Regions from separate parts of the Mus musculus genome. Here region 2 is linked to region 1. Evidence: chromatin contacts called from public HiChIP or PLAC-seq data. All regions are on one chromosome and are shown on one strand. Each heading gives the region's core, a stretch centred on a gene start, on an enhancer-like site or on the middle of the called end of the contact. The rest is flanking DNA. Distances are from core to core; before and after follow the strand shown. Region 1 holds the start of Ier2 (immediate early response 2). Region 2 has its middle 24 kb from the start of Gm23626.

The links. HiChIP or PLAC-seq counts read pairs in DNA pulled down with a chosen protein or histone mark.
Region 2: a contact with region 1 is called in an H3K4me3 HiChIP or PLAC-seq map of embryonic stem cells, with 2.5 times the contacts expected there. The contact joins the enhancer-like site here to the promoter of Ier2 in region 1. A contact is called at or near these places in 1 of 39 promoter capture datasets (the 3T3-L1 cell line), 1 of 15 datasets of contacts at CTCF or cohesin (the NIH/3T3 cell line) and 5 of 115 datasets of contacts at active chromatin or transcription factors (embryonic stem cells, forebrain and stem cell-derived neural progenitor cells).

What each region holds. Positions count from the first base shown.
Region 1 is chr8:84,661,229-84,664,417 of GRCm38.p6, reverse strand. It overlaps Ier2 (immediate early response 2), which reads left to right and starts at 1,566. Exons shown (of 1, transcript NM_010499.4): 1 at 1,566-3,087. The coding sequence starts at 1,667. The coding sequence ends at 2,332.
Region 2 is chr8:84,355,167-84,358,355 of GRCm38.p6, reverse strand. It overlaps a transcript of Cacna1a not described here. Among named protein-coding and RNA genes, the nearest start is that of Gm23626, 24 kb to the left of the region's middle. Within about 2 kb of position 1,620, at least 42 of the 459 cell types and tissues checked have an H3K27ac peak or open chromatin away from gene starts, as enhancers often do. A contact at or near this core is called in embryonic stem cells, where this site is marked.

The DNA.
Region 1 (3,189 bases), core at 317-2,816:
TTGTCCTCTACATATGTGAGTGCAGGAGGGTTTCGAAGATGTTTTTCCGTAACTCCACAGGGTGCGAATCTCACTCCACCCGGACTCATCCCGCATGACGGTGCCGCAGCGTGTGAGAGCATGAGAGAAGGAAACATCGAGTTCTCTCCGGGACGCCGTGCAGACTGTCCAAAGAACTGTAGCACCAAACAGACTCGAACGACCCGAGACAACACTTAGTTAGGCTCCTGAGGGCTGGATTGGAGGGGCGTGCTCGCCGATGGAAGGGGCCCCGCCCCGGAAGCCCTCTCCTCGGGCTAAGACCGGCTGCCCTTGTTCTTATATGGGCATCCGGAAGTGGTTCGCGGCGCCAACCTACGTCATTACATCCAAATTTAGCCAGGGAAGTCGGCCGGCTGCAGTGGCGGGAAGTCTGCCCGCTGGCAGGGGGTGTTTCTTAAAGGGCCTGCACAGCAAATGAAAGGGGTTATTTGAATTTTTCTCCCTTCTGCAACTAGAAGCAAGTTTTTCTTGGGAAGTGATGCAAAGTGGAACCGACTTCTTTTTTTCTTTTCTTTGTTACTGTGTGTGTGTGTGTGTGTGTGTGTGTGTGTGTGTGTGTGTGTGTGTGTGTGTGTGTGTGTGTGTGTGAGACATCGTATAGAAGTCTGTTCTCTTGTACGGCGTGGGACCGGTGGGACCGGGAATCGAACTGAGTTCGTTAGGCTTGGCAACAAGTGGCTCCACCCACTGTGCCATCTCGACCCAGATATCTGTCTTTCTTGGAGTAATTCCGTTCACGAGGGCATGAAGGCAGAAAACTGCTCTATTGACAAGGGAAGATCGCAGGCCCTATGGACATTGGGACTTCCATGCCACTGGGTTGCGGAAAACTGGGAGATCTTTAACGCTGAAAGTAAAGAGCAGTCGTGAGGTGGTGGATATCTGTGGTTACGGGGTACAGTGTCCGTGCCCACTTTCCACCCATGTCCAGAAAGGTGGAGATAGAAGGGCTGCAGGCTTTAGTTGATCCTTTCGCCATAGTATAATCATATAATCATTCGTTTAGTAAATATTGGTCAGGTGGCTGCCTATTTCTCACCTGGAAAACTGTATCTTCTATGGAGTGGAGGTGAGAGATCAGAGACATTGAATAAAAAGAGAAAGTTCAACACTGTAGTAACTGGCGTGTAGTAACTGCTTAATAAGTAGCAGCGTTTTTACTGTTCAAAAAATATTAATTAGCAGGCTGGTAGGCAAGATGAACGGTGCCCTCGGGGAATGTACCCCGGTCCCGGGTTTTCCCCACTGCAGTCAGATTACCGCCCACTATCCGTCTCGTTGGTGGGCCTCATCCTCTGGCCCGTTGGTGACTCTGAGAACCCAGAACCTAGTGTCTTAAGGTGCAGTGGGGAAGTTCTTCCTTGCAGTAGTTAAGTCCTTTTTCCTTCGAGGCGTAAATTTATCCCTATTGCTTTAAGGACTCGCTAGCCACTGTGGAAAGCCCGGATGAGGCCCTCTGGTTGGGCGTGGTGTTGCAGTGACGTCACTCTCAGTATATTAAAAGGCTCCGGCTTGCTGCCCTCGCCCGAACGTCTAGCAGAGTACCTGCTGCTGTAAGCTTGTCGTCTGGGCTGCACCGCCCGTCTTAACCCATTCTCGACTTAACTACTCTCGTCGAACAAGCATGGAAGTACAGAAAGAAGCGCAGCGCATCATGACTCTGTCGGTATGGAAGATGTACCACTCTCGCATGCAGCGAGGTGGCTTGCGACTCCACCGGAGTCTGCAGCTGTCCCTCGTTATGCGCAGCGCTCGAGAGGTCTACCTCTCAGCCAAGGTAGAAGCCCACCAGCCCGAGTTCCCGCCATCCCGCAGGGCTCTTGACCCTCGCCTGCACCCGCCGCGGGAAGCCGAAGTTGCAGTGGAAGTAGCGTCCCCCGAAGCCGTGCAGCCTCCGGAGCCCATGGATACGCAAGAGGAAGTGCTGCGAGTCCAGGAGACCCCTGCGCTCTGTGACCCGCCCCCCGCTAGAGTCAGCCGCAAGCGCCGGAGCAGCAGCGATTTGAGCGACGGTAGTGATGCCGGACTGGTACCAAGCAAGAAGGCCCGTCTAGAAGAGGTGGAGGGGGAGGCGACGTCGGAGGTTCCCGATCGCCTGCAGCTTCCTCCGGCACAAAGCGAAGGTGCCTTCCCTAACCTCGCCCGCGTCCTCCAAAGGCGCTTCTCCAGTCTCCTGAACTGTGGACCCGCCGTGCCCCCGCCGACGCCCCCCACGTGCGAGGCCAAGCCAGCCTGCCGCCCGGCCGACAATATGCTCAACGTGCTGGTGCGAGCTGTGGTGGCCTTCTGAGAGCTCTGGTGGCTTCTTTCGAGCGGCGCCACCGGAGCGGAGAACGCACACCCGAGGCGAAGGCCGGCGGGGGCCGTGAAGAAGAGCCGCGGCCCGAGCTGCCGAGAGGCCAGGGGAAGGACTGAGGAGCGAGGGGCGCGGGCGCCTTCTCCCAGACGTGCGTCCATAGGTGCTATTAAAGGACTGTCCCTTCCTTGGCTTGGAGAAGGGACACCTAGATCTTGAATCTCAGGGTCGAACTCTCTAGGGGCCAGGCTGCCCTTTCAAGGCCGTTTCACTACCATTCGCGTTTCGGCCCCTACAAGTGGGCACGCTTGTGCAAGCGGTCAGAGTTGCGTCATGGGACAGACGCGGGTGCTTCCTGTTGCCTTGCGTGGGTGTGGGGCCTGGGAGGAGGCCAGGGTGTGGACCCGCCCTAGGGACTGGGAAGTGACTTGAGTCACCTCGCCCCCACAGGCTGCTGTGGGTGAGCCTGAACTGAACCAATCAAATCTGCGATCAGAGTTGAAGTGGCTGGAGACCCCGGGACTGGTCAACCTAGATGATCGCCTGGCGTGGACCACCGCGGGACGGGTGGGCCGCTGGTCGTAGTTGCTGCCGTAGACACAGCTTCTTCGGGCAGGAAAGAAAATTTTTTTTTTACCAGCGTGTTTAAGAAAGTCTGTTTACTTTTCCCACGGTGGGTTGTTTAATTAGCAACTACCTGGAGTTTTACAATGTCAGCTAGGAAAATAAAGACCATCGGTGTAAAACGCGCGGCTTGTCTGGCTTGCTTCCCTGGTGGGGGAGGGGTGGGGTTAAGGGGTCAGCCGCTCCCTAAGCCTCCGGAACTGGTTTGACTGGGTGCGGAGCCAGAG
Region 2 (3,189 bases), core at 371-2,870, 310 kb after region 1:
GCGGGGAATCTTCTTGCTGAAAGTCTGTGCGAATACTCATTGCAACCTTTTAAAGGTCTCATTGCTTCTGAGAAAAAAAAGCAAGAAGAGCATGAATGCGGAGAGACCGAAGAGGAAGGGTGGGGAGAAGCCCTGGAGAGGCACAATCTAGGTGCTTTGGTTACTAGTGAAGGACGGATTGGATGGGTTGGACAGTGAGTGTGTGGGTGGAGGAGGGAGAGGCAAAGTAGGCGAACGTGGGAAGACATATGGTTGGGGTAACTGATGCATGGGTAGACATACTGAGTGAACAGGTGGACACATGCATGGGAGGAAAGCCGGATACATGGCAACACCTAAGGGTGAGGAACGCGGGTCAGTTTGCCGCCGCCCATAGATGCTCAGACATACCACCAGGTGTCGCCATAACCTTAGGAACTACCTCAGAGGGCACGTCAAGTAGGCCTGCTTCACATCCAGCCATAACCTTAGGAACTACCTCAGAGGGCACTTCAAGTAGGCCTGCTTCACATCCAGCCTACCAGACGTGCTCAGGCCCACCTTGCATTCGTTCCCGCCCATCAGCACCCACAGGCTTCCCCTTCTCCAGGAACAGTGGCAGCTGCAGATAAGCAGGGTGACCACACACACGCAGCCTCCCTGGGATGGCAGGGTATGAAGACTGAGGGACTTAAACTGGTTCCTGTCTTGCTAGCATCAGCGGCTCCTGCTGTTACTCATGGGTACATCACAGCCATCAGTGTCAGCCCAGGAAACCACCCCAGCTTTACACCTTTGAAATAAAATGTTATTAAGCCCTAGCAATCCGCTTAGAGATGCAGTGGCAAAGGGATTGTTTGTAGTTGAACCTTTCTCCAAACCACTTCCCATTAGCTATCAGCGTAGCTCGTTCCCTCACAGCTGGGCCAGAGTACCTCTGAAGGCAGAATTTCCCAGCCTTTCCCAACATGCCCCACCTCCCCGCACCCTACCCAAGTCCCCAGAGAAAGCACTTGTCCCCTCTGCCAGTCCTTTCTGGCTCCACTGCGCACAAGGGATCCGGGTCTTTTACAAAGCCGGTTCAGAGTATTCCAGGCAACCTTAAGGCAGAGGGTTGATGGACTGTCAAGGGACAACTGGAGTCACCCACACCATATCAGCGCATTCTATCCCCTGAAGCTTGCCAGTTCAGGCTTGGCTGGCCCACAAGCCCCGCACAGCTCCCTTACAGCCTGCCCCGTGAATACTCACTCCCACTCTTTCCTTCTGGCCTGAGGGGTGCTGTGCATTTTGTGCGCCTGGTGGGCCAAGATGACATCCCGGTGGTCCACCACGCCACCACGCCGTTTCAGAGTTGGCCCCTCGAGGCTTCCGCTCATCTGCTGTGACCACGGGACATGCAGAGTCCTGGATGAGCCTGCCAGGGTGCAGTCCGTGCCTGGGTACCTTGGGCTGTGCAGGAGCTCATGACTGAGGGGAGAAAGCATGGGGTCAGAGCCCCAAGAGGCCCTCGGCATCCATGGGCCTCGCTCAGATATCCCAGGAGAGGAAACTGGAGGGAGAGAGGAGACAAGGAGAGCAGAGTGAGAGAAACTGAGGGGAGGCCAGGGCTGTGCGCGAGCAGGTGTGAACAGCAGAGGCCACCCCACCCTGCGCCCGGAAGTTCAGCGCCCCAGGCCCGGCTGCCAGGATTGAGTATTCCCTTGGCAACTGGGGGGCAGGAAAGACACTTCTAGCAGTTGCCGGGCAACACAGGCCATGGGTTGAAAGGGCGCAAGGGTGTGGCTGATGCTAAGCAATAGAACTACCTAGCTCCAGATCGAACTGGGGTGGGGTGGGGAGGGGTGGGGGAGGGGTGCTTTCTCACATCTAGATGCTCCCTTCTGCAAAGTGGACCCTCTAAAGCCCTTGCTTTCTGTGCTCTGGACCTGCGTCCAGTGGACTTCAGATCCCTGATGGCAAGTTCAAACTCAGTTGCACTGGACCAAGAGGCTGGTCCTGATCTGCTTCCTGTGTAGTTAGAAAGCACACCGAGAGCCTGTCTGTTAGTTTCTTTGTCTCGATGTTTTATTTATTATATTCATGTGTTTGCAGTGTGCATGGGGCACTGGTATGTGCATATATGTATGCGGAAGCCAGAGATCAACATTAGGTGCTATTCCTCAGGGGCTACCACCTTAGTTTTTTAGACAGAGTCTCTCACTGGCCTGGAATAGAGTAGACTATGCTAGCTGACCAGTGAGCCTAGTCTAGTCTGCCTGTCTCTGCCTCCCCAGCATCATGATTCTAGCTTGTACCACCATGCCTGGCCTCTGTCCCCACCCCCACCCCCACCCCCGACATGACACACACACCCTAGGGATTGAACTCAGGTCCCAATATACTAAGCTATCCCCCTAGCCCTTTATTTTCTTCTTGTTGTTATTTAAATTGTGTGTGTGTGTCTGTGTCTGTGTGTGTGTGATGGGTGTATGGGTGTGCCGTGGGCCATCTGTACTGATCAGAGGACAATGCTGTAGGCATCAGTTCTCTCCCTCCATCCTTGGGCTCCAGAGACTGAGCTCAAGCTATCAGGCTTGGTAGCAGTGGCCTTTACCCACAGAGCCATCCTATACCTTTCCGATTTTGCTGTTTTTTTATGTGCACGAGTGTTTTTCCATGCAGTCTGTGCATTGTCTGTGTACACACCCTGGGAGGTAAGAAGATGGTGCTGGATCCCCTGAAATGGGATCCTGCCCATTGTTAACCACTATGTGGGTGTGGTGTGAACTCCAGTCCTCTGCAGGAGCAGCCAGAGCCTTTAGCCACGGAGTCATTTCTCCAGTCCCTATTTTACTAATTTTTGAGGCTGTCTCACCTTGCTGCCAAGGCTAGGCTGAAACTCACAATCTTCTACCTGAGCCTGGACAGTGCGAGGCTTATACATACGCACCACCATGCCAGCTCTTTAATCTGTTACTTTGTCCTTGGTTTAATTCTATTTACTTGCAGTATGGAGGCAGAGTCGGAGCACACCACGCAAGGACTCGACTCCCAGCTCTTTTTCACTTTCTGTTTCGCCAAGTTTGTCATGAAACTTATTCTTGTAGCCCAGGCTGGCCCCAAACTTGTGATTCTCCTGCCTTAGCCTCTTGAAAAGCTGGTATGGCAGACAGGCCTGTACTGTCAGCCTGGCTTTTTTTATTTGTCACCACAGACTTACAGAGACTG